Regions from separate parts of the Triticum aestivum genome. Here all the other regions are linked to region 3. Evidence: chromatin contacts called from public Hi-C data. All regions are on one chromosome and are shown on one strand. Each heading gives the region's core, a stretch centred on a gene start, on an enhancer-like site or on the middle of the called end of the contact. The rest is flanking DNA. Distances are from core to core; before and after follow the strand shown. Region 1 holds the start of LOC123055765. Region 2 holds the start of LOC123052766 (cell division control protein 6 homolog). Region 3 holds the start of LOC123052764 (peptidyl-prolyl cis-trans isomerase CYP63).

What was found. A called contact is a pair of places that touch in the nucleus more often than the background predicts.
Region 1: a contact with region 3 is called in a Hi-C map of leaf, with 8 times the contacts expected there. The contact joins the promoter of LOC123055765 here to the promoter of LOC123052764 in region 3. A contact is called at or near these places in 2 of 5 Hi-C or Micro-C datasets (both in leaf).
Region 2: a Hi-C map of leaf shows a contact between it and region 3, with 5 times the contacts expected there. The contact joins the promoter of LOC123052766 here to the promoter of LOC123052764 in region 3. A contact is called at or near these places in 2 of 5 Hi-C or Micro-C datasets (both in leaf).

What each region holds. Positions count from the first base shown.
Region 1 is chr2D:278,622,904-278,626,005 of IWGSC CS RefSeq v2.1, reverse strand. LOC123055765 reads right to left here and starts at 1,258. Exons shown (of 3, transcript XM_044479636.1): 1 at 711-1,258; 2 at 519-560; 3 at 268-428. The coding sequence starts at 1,258. The coding sequence ends at 344. LOC123052763 (protein EARLY FLOWERING 5) reads right to left here. Exons shown (of 9, transcript XM_044476097.1): 9 at 1,502-2,052. The coding sequence ends at 1,819.
Region 2 is chr2D:280,341,390-280,344,123 of IWGSC CS RefSeq v2.1, reverse strand. It overlaps LOC123052766 (cell division control protein 6 homolog), which reads right to left and starts at 1,277. Exons shown (of 5, transcript XM_044476101.1): 1 at 862-1,277; 2 at 393-492. The coding sequence starts at 418.
Region 3 is chr2D:279,600,596-279,603,662 of IWGSC CS RefSeq v2.1, reverse strand. It overlaps LOC123052764 (peptidyl-prolyl cis-trans isomerase CYP63), which reads left to right and starts at 1,406. Exons shown (of 14, transcript XM_044476099.1): 1 at 1,406-1,661; 2 at 1,832-1,940; 3 at 2,046-2,100. The coding sequence starts at 1,854.

The sequences.
Region 1 (3,102 bases), core at 9-2,508, 980 kb after region 3:
CTCAAGAAGTTATTGCTCCACCAGTTGTGCCCTGAGCATCTGAGAAAGAGGTCGTTGTGCCTCCAACGGAAGGAAATACACTGAAAGAAAGGGCCCTAGTGCCCGAAAGTTAGAAACCCACTGAAGGAGTTCCGGCAGCAAAAATGATAGTCAGACAAGTGCCCCAAAGCAATCAGTATAAGAGAAATCAAGGAAGCCTCGTGCTCCTCTCAAGCCTATTGAGGAAGGTGTGCCTACACCTGATGACATTCGACCAAGACTATGAGCGAAGAAGATCATCTGAGAAACCCACTGGAAACCTTTCCTTTGTTTCCTATTGAGGATGGCCCTAATGGTCCTGCCTTTAATGAGCAGTTTCATCTTCCAAAACTTGCATTCTTTGGGACCAGCCCATATGATGGAGAAAGAACGTCCTTTCCACCCAGATTCTGGACAAAGGAACGGGTCGTGTACTAAAACAAATGAGGCTAAAACAAACCAGACTAGTTGTGCTCAAATTCAACACAAAAAGGACATACCTATAGACAAACCCAGCCGTCACGAAGCACCTGCTCCGACACCTGCGTGAGCAGCAGCAACAGATCAACAAAGCATGTTTCTCTCGAAAAATTGGATCTGTTCTTCTACACAAGCACGGTAAGGATTGTGGAGAAACGACATCATGAACTACCGGCAAAAAATCAAAATGGAATCATAGAAGGAAGAAGAACCAGACAATGACTTCAGCCCTAGTGAAGCATCTCCTGCACGACGAGGCAGAGGTGGCCCTCCTCTGTTGCGGTTGTGCTCGATCAGGTGGTGGACGTGTTATCCAATTCCTGCCCTGTCCGAGGCCACCGTCGGAGTGGAGGAGAGGGTGATGCGGAAGCACATCCTGCATGGCCCCTTGAACAATGGTCGTTGGCGCGTCGGCCTCGCCGCCGCTACCACCGGCGCGGCGGAGGCTCTCCCGGCATGCGTTCCTCAAGCCTAGCCAGGAGGCGTTGAGGTTGGATCCTGAACGGGCAGCGACGCGATGTGGATCTTCGACGAGGCGGACCTGCACAGGGGCGGTGGGCGCGGGTGCTAGGCTGGGTTCAGCGGGCTCGGGCGTGGGAGGAGCTGCTCCTCCGGATCGGGAGCGCGCGGCGGCGGATGGGACTGGTCGGGCATGGGTGGAAGAGGAAGAGGAGAAAGAGGAATGGGGAAGGATAAAGAGCGGTGTCGCAGTGCGGGCGTTCGGGGACGACGCCTGTTTTTCCGAACGGGGACAAAACATGACGTGGCGTCCCAAGATGCTTTACGATTTGTACAAAATATCCAACGGTGCTGAGCTCGTTCGGGACGAGATGATAAAAAGCTGGTCGTTCGGGCGTTATTGTTTCCGTTTCTAATTCATCCAATCCAGATAATACAGCAAGCCCCCGCAAAAAAGAAAATACAGCAAGCTGCCAGTGGTGTTCCCCACAACCAGAGTTATCTCAAGTCGTCCAGGGGATCGTTACACAGACAAGTGGATAGATATTGTTGCCCTATTAGCTAGAGCGGCCAATCAAGTGCTTCCATTAAAAAAAATTGAATCAAATGCTTCCATTGTTTGACTCGATACGGCTGTGTTGCACAATGACAACAACGAAAAGATTTGTTGATGATAGTTGTCTCCCCATTTCGAACTGGAATACATCTCAAATGCTTGCTCATGGAAAACAGAAACGGTTTCTAAGATCATAGCAGGAAAAGCCATTCATAAGCCACAATGCAAAGAACAGAATCATGTTCAGGTTCAGGTTCATGACCAAGCTGCTGACAGCCATCAGGGAGAAGGGACTGGGTGCTGAGCTACTCATCGAGGGCACCCAGTTGCTTCATATCCTCCAGGAATGCCATGTAGGAGTCATCAATGCTTTGTGGCTTAGAAGCTGAGGGTGAAGGCTGGGCTGCAGATTTTATGGGGGTTACTGAAGGCTTCAGAGCAGAATATGATGGTGCTGATGACTGCTGCTGCTGCTGCTGCGCCTTTGGTTTTGGTTTAGGGAGAGCGGATTCTCTCTTAACTCGAACTGATGCAGGAACCTGCGACAGAAATTAGTTGAGTTCTTGGCTCAGTGCAACACAGAAGCTAACAATTTAGATGCAACAGCTATTTAATACAAAACCCTGACAGAACAAAAATTTACACGAACATACTAGGTGAACTGTTCAAACTTGAGCGCGCAATTTGTTTTGTGTAAGACAGCATAAAAGTAGAACGTATTTTAATTTATATGTAGGACAGCATGATAATCCCCTGAGTATATTTAAAAAAATTACTTGAAATGACCAGCAAGGCAACAAGCATTACATTTCAGAATTTTGTTATTGTAGGATGTGGATACTGCAAACTAGTAGTACAAAAAGCAATATGCATAGTAACCGGTCTTAGAACTAGTACCATAAGTAAAATCAAACACATGTTAGGGACATAAAAAAACTTGCACGTCTAAAAAACATCTCAACGCTCCACAAGAATAAGAGCATCCATGACAACTTTCATGCATGTTAGGAACCTTGCCCTTCGGCTCCACAAGAACAAGACCCCAACGCTATACTATTCAAGCTTCACATCCCGGAAAGCATTTGACTCGGTGTGATGGGAGTATATTCTTGACATTCTCCAAAGGCGAGGCTTCCCTAGCAGATTTCGTGACTGGACCCACTACAGCAACTTCTTGACTCGGCCACGATGCGTGGACTTCTTCATAGGATCCGGGGTCGTGGTACCATCCTTCGGACTTCGTTATATGCGGATGATGTGGCTGTTTTGTGGCGCCAATCAAGGAGGATATTCAAAACCTTGCCCGTATCCTACATGGTTTCGGTCAGGTGACGGGGCTGCAAACAAACTTCATGAAGAGCTCGGTGGTGCCCATTCGGTGTGGGCACTTGGATTTGGATGTCATTCTCGAAGGCTGCCCGCCATACGAGCTCCTTCACCCATGAGATACCTCAGCCTCCCACTCTCTGTTTGGTAGCTTAGGCGCATGGACTTTCAACACCTCGAGGACAAAATTGCGGCAAAACTTGTGCCTTGGGAGCACTTACACATCACCAATGTGGGCCGTAACACACTCGTGAAGTCGGTTC
Region 2 (2,734 bases), core at 28-2,527, 740 kb before region 3:
CGTGGCTTTGGACCTTCGATCCGTTTGTGGGGAAGCAATTTAAAAGTGCTTCGTCAACCGCAAAATATTATGGCTTCGCCACTCATTTAGATCTTTTGTTACATACTGACATATAAATCCAGGGACATGAGTAAAGAAAAATAGAACCTGTGAATGCACAGCTCCTCTAGATAAAATTGTTCTACCTCTTAGTACATAGCCAGACATGGTATATCAGTTAGGAGAATAAAACACAACATAACAATGGGAAGTAAAGAATATTTCACTCTCTAATGACACAAACAGATTAAGTCATAAAAATAAACAAATACTGGTAGTTGTAACCTGAAAAGTATGCACACCCACATACAAGTGTTAAAGGATCTAAAATAACGAGGTGTCCCATTAAGTACCTTGTTAAAGAAATCCGATTCAGCATATGGTGATCTGAGTCCAAGTAAGAGAAATCAGGGATTTTATCCAGAAATTCACATCAAAATCTTCCTCTCTAACCTGAAAGAGAAACATACAAGCAAATATTTCAGCTATTGTATTGTTCAGATAACTTATTCAAACTGGAGAAAGTATGTAGTACCGAGTATGAAAGTTCTCTTATGCATCCAATCAGTAGCTATATCCTACCTAAGATTCTATCAGCCACTCTCAAATACAAAAGCATAGCAGATCGACCCAAGAATTACCATTTTCTTCTTTAGTTCCTTTCACTTCTCCAACTCAAAAGAAAGAGTTGGACAGAACACGGTAAATAAGGCATGAAATAAACAGCACCCACTTCTAATAGCTAATATAAACATTTTACAGATGAAATAGGGAAATCAAAGATTGAATTTAAGCTCATTACTCAGAGTATCTCATAATTACTTTTGTTGAAAATCAGATGAATGGACTCCCATAAACACTAATTCTGACCAGCAACCCTTGTGCGCAATGCGCATAGAGGCCGACATGTATCCCTTCCTCTCTCTCAAGCCCCATGATGACAGGAAGAATCTCCTGCATACTGTGAGCACAGAGAATGATATAAAATGCGATGAGAGCAGCAATGCATTGAAAGAGCCACGCATGAGGCATTTACGTGTACGTGGTGGACTACCATTCTTCTCCTTGTTGAGCAGTGGCAACTGGAACGCAAGCCAGTAAGCCACGATAGTCGGTCTACATACAACAGGGCCACCACCACCAAACAATTTCTGAAAAATCTACCCCAACAAAGAAACAACAGCCTAAACAACACCTAAGCCACCCAAAAAGAGAACATCATGATACAAAAACAAACATGAAGCAATGGCTGCATCCACCACACAGACCACCAATGCACCCCATTCGAGCAGGCACACATCACCAAGAAGCCCGCAATCCACAAACTCGCAGCAACACACATCAAACATCTAGCAGAACAATACAGCAGCAACACTAAAAACCTACATGTTTATTTTGATTATATTTGGGCCCTTCTAGGAGCAACATGTTCTAGATCTCAGGTTTGGTGACACGTTCCAAGTCTAGCTCAATCTGCAAAATTAAATAACATTCAGACATTCTGAATAAGGATAACTGAATGTGAATACAGTAAACATGGGAGTTTCTATGTTTACTTTTTACTCACCAAACAATATGCTTTAGAGAATCAAGAAAAGGATCACTGGTATGCCCATTCTTTCAAAAGCTTCAACCAAATGTTGCATTCAATATCCCTGGGCTAGGCAAATATATATCTGAACAGATATTGAGTATATCTGAACAGATATTGAGTGATGTCAAATTGTCAATAGCTCCAACACATTTCCATTTTGCAGCTTCTAACCAAAAGCACTACAAAAGGCAAGACAATAAAGAGAGGTGATTTGACCATAAACCCATAATAGTGATAAAAAGAACAATATCTAGTTATCTGCACAAGTAGATAGCTCCCATGTAAGATGAGGTTACATGATTTTTTTGGTTGCATCACACAAGCTCCTTAACTGTAAGTTAGATTACATGTACCAACAAATTCAAACATAAAAGTGTTGTGATTCTATTGGTTTTTTATGTCCACCGTGCAGGGCATAAACCTTCTTACATTATTGTTGTACTCTTATCAAATAAAAATTCAACAACTTAGACATCAGATCCGATAGAATCAGAATTTTTTTGTGATTTGGATACGCACGCAACATCTGTAATATTTTTCCTTGAGATCTAAATACATCTCTCATCTTATTTCATCCTTTTTTTAGTAAAAAATCTGAAAAATGTAACCTAAAATTTCATGCAGCTAAAAAATTGAGATATTGTTCAACTTTCATAACCTCAAAATGCATGGCTAATTACCAATTAGGATGTACAGTACAAATGTATAAGTTGTAAAATTAATTAATTATGTCGAAGCTCATGACAAACAAATAATGTCGTGGTGATGGTTGTATCAAATGGCAAGAGAGAATCTACAGAGCAATGCAATTATGCAAGAAATTAGCACCAGAAACTATATATATGTGACTCGGTCTAACACTCCAGACTTGCATAGCATCACATCAATCTCAAATCATTCATGACAAATCAAACAAAAATAGCACCGACAGGGCAATGAAGCCATACCTATTGAACACTCAAGAAAGATGAATTGGTTCATGGAAAGCTTTGCGTAAAATAGATCACCTCTTGAAGAGTCTCTTCCCTAAAAGGCTGCAACTCCAAGAGCATTTTCTGAAAAAAGGGAGGAGAATGACACAAAAAATGACATGCGGAGGAA
Region 3 (3,067 bases), core at 157-2,656:
AGTTCAGATGTCCGGCATCGGAACATCATCTAACAGAAAGGACAACACTACAGAGAAGGACAATTGCAATGTCTAGTAATGTCAATAGGAAGGTGGTAGCACTTAAGCTCAAATTCTTCAACAACTACAATGTCTACTAATATCAAATATTAACATAGCTCTCAGCTTACCAAACAAAAAGTTTGTAACACACATCTATTGACCACGCAATGATAATCAACAGTAATATGAATAAGGAGAAGATTAAAACAACATGATTAATCTACCTTGTCCTTCACGATGCTGCCCAATTCAGGGTCTTGCTGCAGCTGTTAGGCGACGGATCTAGCCTATAGAAAATGGAGACAAAATACGGATTTAGCTATATTTTCGTTATGTACACAAACTGCACTATGTATATTTAGATGATCAAGAACAAGAATCAACAACATATGATGATTACACAACATGAAGAGAACAACTTATATAATCTGCCAATGATCATACCAGAAGTATCTTATGTTCAGAAAGAAGAACATGCTATTTGAAAATTCATTTGCATGTTGCAGTTTGACTAGACTAAAATGTTGACAACTGCAAGAATGAACAACAACATACAAGTTCTTAGGTGATGAATGAGTAAAACACATTTCTTAGCTGACGCAACTACACATACTTCTCAGTAATTAACTGAACCAAAACCCATATGAATGTGTAATTAACTTATCAGCATGGGTAACGTAGCTAACCTTCCTTTCTCATTTCAATATGCAGTGACAACACCCGTCAAGCAACCACTGCATTGCCTATCTAAATAACAATTGATGGTAGTTCATAGGAAACCCAAGAAAGTCTCGACCTTGACATTCGGGAAGACAGATCAAGATCCGGCTAGGTTTTCATGGAGGGGGCGAATCAGTGCTGCTAGAGAGAGAGAGAGAATGGGAGGGAAGGGGGGAGAAAGAGAACTAACCACAGATCTCGTCGCCTGCAGCAACCACTTCTCCAGAGCTAGGGTTCTGGCTGTGGCAAGGGGGCGGCGGGAGAGATGGGACAATCGGAGGTTAGGGGTTCGGCAGGGCTTCGTGGCCGGTCGTCGAACCAGGGGGACGCCCTCCTCTCCGCGTAGGTTGCGTCGCCGCCGCCGTCCACTCACCGCCGCCTCCTCCTCCTTCCGCTTCTGTCGCCTCGCTCGGAGAGACGATACGAGCACCTCGCTCGGGGATTGCTTCCACGGAGTGCAAGAGATGTTTTTTCCGCGTGGGTTTGGAAAGGTTTGGGCCGGGGAAATACCACATGACCGAATGGAAAAAACTGGGTGGGCCGGGTTTATTCCCCGGCGGGGAAGTCCGTGCGGACCCGCGTGGATTAGACCCGAACAAGGCCTTACTGATGTCCGAGACTGGTGGGCTACAGCTTCAGGCCCACTCCGCGGAAGGAAACCGATTGCTGGGCTCGCGGGGCCTGATATGCACCTTGCCGTCCGCAACCTCCTTCCTCCTGAGTCCTGACCTAGAGTTGCCGCCGTGCCGTAGCTTGTGGCGTCACCGACGACGCCTCACCCCCAATCCCCTTAGCTTCTCACACGCGCCGCCGCTACGGCTGCTACCTCCGCTGCCATCGCCTTCCCCGCGTGCCTGCAGTTTCCACCCCGTCCGCAACCTCGGACACTGTTTCTCGAGGTACGCCCTTTTCGCCATCCATCCTCCAGTGATTAGTTGTTAAACCCCACTGACCATCTCCACGAGTTTTGGCCACATCCCAACTAGATCTGCACCAACCTATCCAGCCAGTCTCTTTCTGTTGGGATGTTTGTTGCTGAAGATGCTCTCATGATTCCACACACCTGCAGGTAAACCGAAAGGGAGGAAATCATGGCCAAGTTCAAGAAGAATCTGAACCCTCAGGTCTTCTTGGAAATATCCATCGATGGGCGACCTGCCAAGAGAATCACGTTTGAGGTTGCAAAGAGTGTACCTTCATCTTATCGTTCTAAGTGATGCATGTTTCTCCTTTGAGTACAGAGGTGGCGTGCGCCTGATTAGCTTCCCACTTTGGTGTTGCAGCTCTTTGCTGATGTAGTTCCGAAGACGGCAGAGAACTTCCGAGCGCTTTGTACTGGTAAAATGCAGAGTCTTTGCTGTGGAATAGCGTGATGCAGATAGTGATGAACACACATTTTTTATATGCAAGTTCTTAAGTTTAGCATCCTTGATGTTGAAGATGTCCAATAGTTCGCTTAAATGCTTGAAAAGGTATGGACACGGTCTATGTCCACAAGGGATTTAGTTGCTAAATGCACGACAGTCTTGAATGCAAACCACAATGCTAAACAGGGATTTAGTTGTACTTATAGTTTTAATGTGATACCTGGTAATGATATGGCGTAGTAATAAGTAGAATGGTGGAATAGGCGAAGCTTAATTTGAGTGTTGTGGCGGTGTTTCCTAGTATAGTTTTTTTTTTCTCTCTTTCCCACTTCCACAGAAGGGTATGCAGGACACATTTGTTAGTTTAAGCTGTATAGGTGCTGTATTGTTGTGTTTCTCTCTTCATCTATGGTTCCATAGGATCTGATTTAACTAAATCTTAGGACTACGCTCTCTGTTGAGGATATATTATAAATTTGTTGTTCTTTTCTCCCCGCACCTTTCTTGTCATGGTAGATTATTTGATTATTTCTAATAATAGAACATGGAGCCACTGCTTTTACATGATATCTCCTTGTATAATATTTCACTTAATTTTCTTCACAGCTAATTGGTGTCTCATTTGTTCAAGTTGATTGCAAGAGTCTAGGCTCCTCCATTTTAGAGTTGTAATTTAAAATGTCCCTTATCATGTAATTATTGGCTGTAGGTATAGCCTTTTCTGTTGGCCTTACTTCTGGTCAACATGTAGGTGAGAAAGGCCTCGGAGAATCTACAAAGAAGCCACTTTATTTTAAGTCTATGTCCACAAGGGATTTAGTTGCTAAATGCACGACAGTCTTGAATGCAAACCACAATGCTAAACAGGGATCTAGTTGTACTTATAGTTTTGATGCTATACCTGGTAATGATATGGCGTAGTAATAAGTAGAATGGTG